2 separate regions of the Anser cygnoides genome follow, and region 1 is linked to region 2. Evidence: chromatin contacts called from public Hi-C data. All regions are on one chromosome and are shown on one strand. The core of a region is the stretch at or near the end of the contact, and the rest is flanking DNA. Distances in the headings are between cores, read along the strand shown.

Evidence for each region. Hi-C and Micro-C count contacts between places; a contact is called where the count stands out from the background.
Region 1: a contact with region 2 is called in a Hi-C map of liver, with 2.4 times the contacts expected there. The contact joins the promoter of STEEP1 here to the promoter of FAAH2 in region 2. A contact is called at or near these places in 2 of 7 Hi-C or Micro-C datasets (both in liver).

Annotation. Positions count from the first base shown.
Region 1 is chr13:7,223,193-7,227,001 of Taihu_goose_T2T_genome, forward strand. It overlaps STEEP1 (STING1 ER exit protein 1), which reads left to right and starts at 2,398. Exons shown (of 7, transcript XM_067004816.1): 1 at 2,398-2,573; 2 at 2,670-2,787; 3 at 2,876-2,917; 4 at 3,375-3,513. The coding sequence starts at 2,450. UBE2A (ubiquitin conjugating enzyme E2 A) reads right to left here and starts at 2,215. Exons shown (of 6, transcript XM_067004817.1): 1 at 2,020-2,215; 2 at 1,622-1,702; 3 at 1,512-1,537. The coding sequence starts at 2,063.
Region 2 is chr13:6,598,950-6,602,684 of Taihu_goose_T2T_genome, forward strand. FAAH2 (fatty acid amide hydrolase 2) reads right to left here and starts at 1,387. Exons shown (of 11, transcript XM_048078718.2): 1 at 1,096-1,387; 2 at 927-1,009; 3 at 707-840; 4 at 352-561. The coding sequence starts at 1,272.

The DNA of each region.
Region 1 (3,809 bases), core at 1,148-3,647, 630 kb after region 2:
TGTGAAAAACACACACTCTGCTATGAAAAGAGCAATCCATCACGCACCAGGACTGTGTAATTAGATCAACCAAAGCAGGACAGCAGTGGCAGACTTGAGCATTCGTTTGAACTTCAGGCTGCTGCAAGCACAAGGTGCCCCAAGTATCCAAGATAAAGGCACAACGCTACCACAGAGGGAAGCACAGACACAATCAAAACATCAGGGCTCTCTGAAGCAGTCTCCAACTATATGGAAATATATGGAAAACAGCCCTTACATCACCTGTTAACCTCACACTGCGCTGGAAGAGCCTGAACACGGAAACAACCTGAATTTCACCACACTGCAAGGAGAGGGCTTTCTGCCTCCAAACATTGAGTCCTTCTATTCACAGCAGAGCACCGAAAGCCTAGGCAGCTCCGGCAACCCCTCACCGATGCTTAAAAGGGCCCTTAATCCCAAGTTTTTGAAATAATAAAATACATTTGATCCACCTATTCTGCATTCAGTGTTATGGAATACTCAAGTTCCAAACATCAGTCTTCTACTCTACCAAATTTCTTAACTAATCACTTGAAAAAAAAAAAGTAACTGCCTGAAGTATTTAAAACACACAGAATCTTCACAGAAAACATCTGTCATTTACAGGCATACCTACAGGTGCTACCTCCAAGGATAAACAGAGACAAAGTAGTTAGCTAAGACCAACGTAACAGTTACGGAGTTTTTCTTATACTTTTGCCATGAGTCACGGAGATCTAGGATTAATTATAGCCTGCACTGAAAGTATCTTAAAAAACGCATCACTGATTTCAGCTGGACGGCATTTCGTGTCTGACAAGTTTTCACAGGGTTGCTGAAGGATTCACCATAACACCAAAAAGACACTAGCTGGATGCAGGTGTGCCACAAGGACCCATTTAGCCTGCTTTAGAAGCTAAGAAGTCTTTTTAATCTTCAACCCCAAACAACACCAGCTGTAGTGCAGTGAAGTAGACGTCAAGAACAAAAGTAAAAGAATTCTGCTCTGGACTTCCTCAAACATCCGGCCTGTTTCCTTATGCAGCTGACTCACATGGGGACTTATTTGCAAAGCACTTTCAGTGTCAGAACAACACACAGAAATCAAATAATTCGGAATGACAGCACTTCTACACCAAGTTTGACATCGCTCCAAACACAAGGATCCCCAAAAACGCCACCCAGGGCTCAACGAAACCTTAATAAGGTTAAATTAGCCTTCAGATACCCAGGTTTAGCAACTATAAACAAGCCCCGATGTTGCTGTTGTTTTTTTTTTTGCATGTTTTTGTAAGCCAGCCTAGCAGTGGGCCTCACGCTTCCTCGGAGCAGGGCAGAAAACCGAGTTTAGTGGGTGTTGGGTACGTGGGTGGGCAGTGGGACACCCGCCCTCGTCCCTCCCGTGTCCCCAGGCCCCCACCTGTTGCCAAGCCCCCCCCGAGGAAGCCAGCCCCGGGACAGCACGGAGCCCCCCGGGGCAGGACGCAGCCCCCCACAACCTCACTCACCGTCCTCGAAGGGGGTCCCCTCGGGCCTGCGGGAGGGAAGCAGAGCACAGCGTTACCGCGGGCCGCCCGGCCCCAGGGGGAGCCCCGCCGCCGCCCCCGGCCCCACTCACCCGAAGATGACGGCGTTCCACACCATGATGTTGTTCTCGGAGGGGGCCCCGCTCACGCCGGCCGGGGGGTCCTCCTGCAGCCTGCGGGCACAGCCGGGCCTCAGCGCCGGGACCAGGTGTCCCCGTGCCCCCCCCCGTGTCCCCCCCGGTCCCCTCTAGGCCGCCCCCCGTCCCCTCAGCTTCCCCCGCTCCTCCCCCGCCCCTACGCACTCGGCGTAGCCCCGGCAGGTAGCCGCCCGCCGCTGCGCAAACGGCGTAACCCGCAGGCAGGCGGCGCGGCCCGGCGCTACGCAATCTGCGGAGCGCGCCCTGCCCCGCCGCCATGTTGCGCTGCCCCCTCCTCTGCCGGCGGCCGGGCGCGGCGCCCCTCGGCCTCCCCCCCCCGCCACCCCCGCTACCTCTTGAAGTCCCGCATGAGGCGCCGACGGGCCGGGGTGGACATGGCGGCCGCCCTTACGAATCGCTCATACACGGCCGCGGGCAGCGCGGGGCGCCCGGCAGCGGCGGCGGCGGCGGGAGGCTCGGGCTGAGGCGGCGGCCGGGAACGATCGCGGCCGCTACCACTGCGGGGGGAGGGGGGGGAGGCGGCGAGCGTGGGCTGCGCCGAGCGCTGCGCTGCCGCCGGGCGCTCCCGGCACGTACCAAGCGCCGCGGGGGGGCGGGGGGGGGAGAGGGAGGAGCCGGATGCTGCGGGGGCGCCGCGCCGCGGCCACGCCCCCTGTGAGGTGGCCACGCCCCCGTGATGATGTGGCCACGCCCCCCGTGAGGTGACCACGCCCCCCGTGAGGTGGCCACGCCCACGACGCCGAGGCCCCGCCCCCCGCCGCCATGCCGAAGGTGGTGTCGCGCTCCGTGGTGTGCTCCGACACCCGCGACCGCGAGGAGTACGACGACGGCGAGAAGCCGCTGCACGTCTACTACTGCCTGTGCGGGCAGATGGTGCTCGTGCTGGGTGAGCGGGGCGGGGGGACGGGGCCGGGCAGGGCAGGGCAGGGCCGGGCCGGGCCGGGCCGGGCCCCCTCACGGCCCCCCCCGCCCCCCCCCGCAGACTGCCAGCTGGAGAAGCTGCCCATGCGGCCGCGGGACCGCGCCCGGGTGATGGACGCCGCCAAGCACGCGCACAAGTTCTGCAACGCCGAGGAGGAGGAGAGCGTCTTCCTGCGCAGGTGGGGAGCCGCTATCCGGGGGCTGGGGGGGGGCCGCTGCGGGCTGCTGTGCGCCCCGCAACCCCCTGAGCCCCCTCTGTGCCCCCAGGCCCGAAGGCATCGAGCGGCAGTTCAGGAAGAAGTGCGGCAAGTAAGTGATGGGGCGTGTTGTCTGCAGCCGGCTCCCTGCTCTGTGTAAGCTGCCTGTGATCCCCTACAGAGGGTGTTTGCTCCCTGTGATGGCTCCAGAACCTCTGCTCCTCCTGCCAGGGCACTGTGCTGTCACCTCGACTCCTGCTGCAGCTGTACAGCTCGGTTTCGTGGCTTGGGAGAGCAGGAGCTGAGTGTGCAAAGGGAAATGGGCATCCTAGTGCAATTAAAGATTAATTAGTGGGTTTTGATTTTAATGGCGGCAGATTTATTCTCATGTCTTCACTCTTCACTTCTGAACAGATTCTTCAACCTCTTATAGTACCCTTCAACCCTTAATTTTTGCAAGAGTAGGAGTGTGGTGGTGGCTTTCCTTGGTAGTTTTCAGTCTGCCTGCTGGGTAGCTATAGGAAGCCAGAACGCTCGTTTTCTCGCACACAGATGTGCTTTTATTCCAGGTGTGGACTGCTGCTCTTTTATCAACACCAGCAGAAGAACGCTCCGGTGACATTCATCGTTGATGGTGCTGTGGTCAAGTTTGGGCAGGGCTTTGGGAAAACAAACATATATACTCAGAAGCAAGAACCTCCCAAAAAGGTAACCTGCTCCAGGGGAGGAAAGAAAAAGCAAGAGGAAGAGAAGGACCCATAAACAGTTACACAGTTCTGCATCTTCTCCCTGTCTGTTTGCCTTAAGTTTATAATTGGAGAGGTCGCTGCAGCTTGGAGTCCTAGCACTAAAGAAAAGCAAAACAAATTTGGCAGTCTGGACTTTGCCTCATTTTGGGGCTCAGTTACCAGAAAGTCTCCATTTGTAAATAGATCAGGCTGGTAATCTGCATGGCGATTCTCAAAACCTGGCTAATCTACTGCATGTCAGTGAGTTTGCCTCTG
Region 2 (3,735 bases), core at 137-2,636:
CAAGAACGGTGGTTTATAGTGCAGAACAAGCAGAAGCATCCTGCAGTAGGCACTTCCCTTTGTGTGCACGCAGGGTGGGAGCCACTTTTGCAATGTCTGGGAAAACAGGCCAAGGGGATTTTTGCTTAAATGCCACATCTGCACTGCTCTTTGTACCCACAGCAAGATAAAGCAGTGCCAAGTGTGACACCCAGGAGGTGTGAAGACGTTGCGCCTACAAATCACCTCCTGCACTGCCCCGGACAATGCCTGCAAGCTCTGCAGGAGCCCAGCAGCAAGTTAAAGCAGCGTGCAGTGGGAGCAATTTCCTTTTTGCATTTTGACCCTTTCCTCCCAGAGCAGCGTGCTCACCTGAGCTGCCCCCCACGATCCTCTGCAGGTCATAGGGGTTGTTGGTCCGGCCATAGACCCTGTTGCTGGACTCGTACCACATGCACAGCTCGCTGCAGTTGGTCACCCCCAGCGGGATGGCGCCAGCTTGCTTCAGCCGTGACACGACGGTGGCATCGGAGGTGGCGATGACGTTGCGGCGGTTGACCAGGCCGGAGGTGTTGGGCATCCCTGCAAGGCAAGGGTCATCAAAGGGGAGGCAGGCGGGGAGAGGGACGCCGCTTCCCCCTGAGCTCCTTGTAGCGGCCACCCGCCACCCAAGGTGCTGCATGCCACCGCCTCGCTCCTGCTGCAAGAGGCACGGGGGCGAACCCACCGTGCAACGAGAAGGCCTCCTTGACGGTGATGGGGACCCCCAGGAAGGGGAACTTCTCCTCCAGGTAGTCCTCGCCGGGGCTCTCTGCCAGCAGCTTGTCCACCTGCCGGGCTTCTTGCAGGGCCTCCTCAAACCTGCGCAGAACCCAGGGGAGAGGCAGCTCCGGTGCTGCTGCGAAGCATGGGGGCGGATAAGGGGGATAAGGTAGCCCCCGCGCTACCTGTCCTTGACGACGGCGTTGATCAGCGGATTCACCTCCCTAATCCTCTCGATGTAGGCCTCCACCACCTCCACGCACGTCACCTGGGGAGGAGGAGGAAGGTGCTCAGCGACGAGGGTGCCCCCCACACACCCTACGCCCCCTCCCCCCAGCACCCCTGGGTGCCCACCTGCCGCTGCCGGAGCCGCTTCGCCAGCTGCCGGGCGGGCAGCAGCAGCAGCGAGCGGCGCGGTGGGGGCACGGCGCGGGGCGTCGCGGGGGCCGCCAGCCCCAGCAGCGCCAGGCAGGCGCGGGACAGCAGCCGCAGCAGCAGCGCCAGGCACCGCTCCGCGCGCGACAGCGCCATGGCCGCTCCCGGCGCCCCTAGTGCTACCAGTGCTCCTAGTGCCCCTAGTGCCCCTAGTGCTCCTAGTGCTCCTAGTGCTCCTAGTGCTCCTAGTGCTCCTAGTGCGGCCGGGGGCGGGCGGGGCAGTGACGTCGGCGGCGCCGCCGCGGAAGGAGGGCGCGGTTGCCGTGGTAACGGCGCGCGGCGCTGCGCAGGCGGCGTAGGGCGCGCAACCAGCGTAGGGCGCCGGGCTCGCAGCGCCGCGGCAAAATGGCCGCCGGGGGTTGGGGTGGTCCCGGGGAAGCGGTGGTGAGGTGGCCGCGCTGAGAGAGCCCCGAGGCGGCCCTCAGGAGCTTGGCCTTTGGGGTCATCGCCTCCGGCCTCGGGGCGAGCGCCGCGGGAGCTGATGGTGCGGGGAACAAACAAACAAGGCGTGCCTGAATGCAGCGCCCCGACCCGTCGCAGCCCCCCGCCGCCCCGGGGGTCGCATTTCCCCGCAGAGCTCCAGGGGGCTGAGGGGATTTGGCTGTTGTGAAAACCTTTTATGACTGCGAAGCCAAAGCGTCAGCGTTTGTGGAAGTAACTTGTAGAATCACAGACTCACAGAATACCCCGGGTTGGAAGGGACCCATGAGGATCATCGAGTCCAACTCCTAGATCACCTAGTCCGACTCCATCTAGTCCAACTTGGGGCGTTCACGCCCCACGAGGATGCCGGAGCAACCTCTGACCTGTGAAAACAAGCCTAGCATCAATACTATCATCTTGATAGTATTTTTTTTTATACAGCTGTTATCAAAGAGATTATTTTCCCTGTAAAAGGGGGGGGAGTCCCTTAGTCCCGCGTGGCGATGGGACATTTTTTTCCCCCAATGATTTTAATAACCCAATCTCTTTTTTTTTCCCTGACAGGTCTGCCCTGACCCAGCATTGGCATGGGTCCCCCGCCACTCTCCGTGTTCCCGTGTGTGCCTCCGGCAGTGCAGCAGCAGGGAACCACTCTGTGTTCCCTGACATTGCTGAAACACCTGCGCAGGTGGCCTTATCTAGGTCCTCATGTGGTCTTTGCACTTTCCCCTGCAATATTTAAGCACCTACACACCCTCAGATTACAACAGGGGCAGATTAGAAAGGTTTCCTCGTGTCTGCATCTCTGCGTAATCGTGGCTTAGCAAAGCCCCAAAGTCACCTGCTTAGAAGAAACAGTAAGACAGGACTTGTTAAAACTTGGCCCGTGAAATCTGGCAGCAGCGCCTTCACGTTGCTGATGTGGAGCTAGCAATGAGAAGGCATCTTCAGATCTTGGGGGAGCCTGGGTCTGTCCCACAGGCTTCTGCCAGAGCGAGAGCACTGACATCCATCCTCAGGAAGGAGACGGAGAGAGTGCCCCTCCTAATCACCGTCCCAGTGCTGCTCTTGTCATTTTTCTGGCAAATTTGCTGTTGTTCCCCCTCAAGTCCTGCCCAAATGTTGGCAGAGAGCGGTAGGAGCAAAATCTCTTCTGCCCAAGGTCTCTGCTCCCTTTGCTGCTCTTCCCTAGGCAGCCCAGCTTTGGCATCGTTTGCTGTGCAAAGTGTCTCCCTTCATCTTCATCATCTTCAAGAACAGCTTTGAAATTCATACCTGGTCAGCCGATGTGCACTTGGCACCAGTGCCCCGCGTCCCTGCTAATCACGCTGTGTGCCAGTGCTGCCCCAGATCACAGCTAGTGCTGCTTCTCACTAGGACGAGCCAGTGAGCTTTCTGGGAGCAAAGCCAAAAGAACAGCTACCATAATTCATGGTATCCCAGAGGAACTTCATTTCCATGAAAAATGGAAAAATGAGATAGAAGGTGCTCTAGAAATAAAGTACCAGGACGCCTAAGATTAAAATTAAGACTGCTTTTCAATGGCCATAATCAACCCAACAAGCAAGCAACACCCCATAAGCCAGTTAATTCCAATCTGATTAAAAAACAAGCAGCCAAGAGCAAGGAGGTTGGAAATAAGCAGTGAAGCTCACACATCCAAAGCTGTCCCCAAGCTAGGGCGAAGAAAAGCATGATTCAGGGTCTTGCATCCCTGGGACTTAGGTCTGTCATAAACCCAACCCACCAAGTTTGAAGTTCCTCCGAGCCTGCCATTAATCAGATCCACCACTGAGCGATGCTGTGCTCTGCATTTCCATTATCTGTCTTCTTGAGAGCTTGCCAGGAGCCAGACCGCCTGCTGTGCTGTGTGGCTGTTGAATAACCATGTTACAGCACACAGGGGTTTGAGAGAAATTCTCTGAAATTGCTTCAGGAAGCTCGCGCCCGAGCTGAGCAGGCTTCGCAGGAACTTCTGCCTGTTGTCAGGGGGAAGGCCTGCTGAGAAACGGGTGCAGGAACCTGGGAAAGCTTTCCGAAATACCAACTGGAGAGCTGCGAGCCCCTGCCTGGTCGGGCTGGCAGCGCGGAGGAAAGCTGAATTATTTTGTCCACTGAGTCCACCGTGGGGACAAA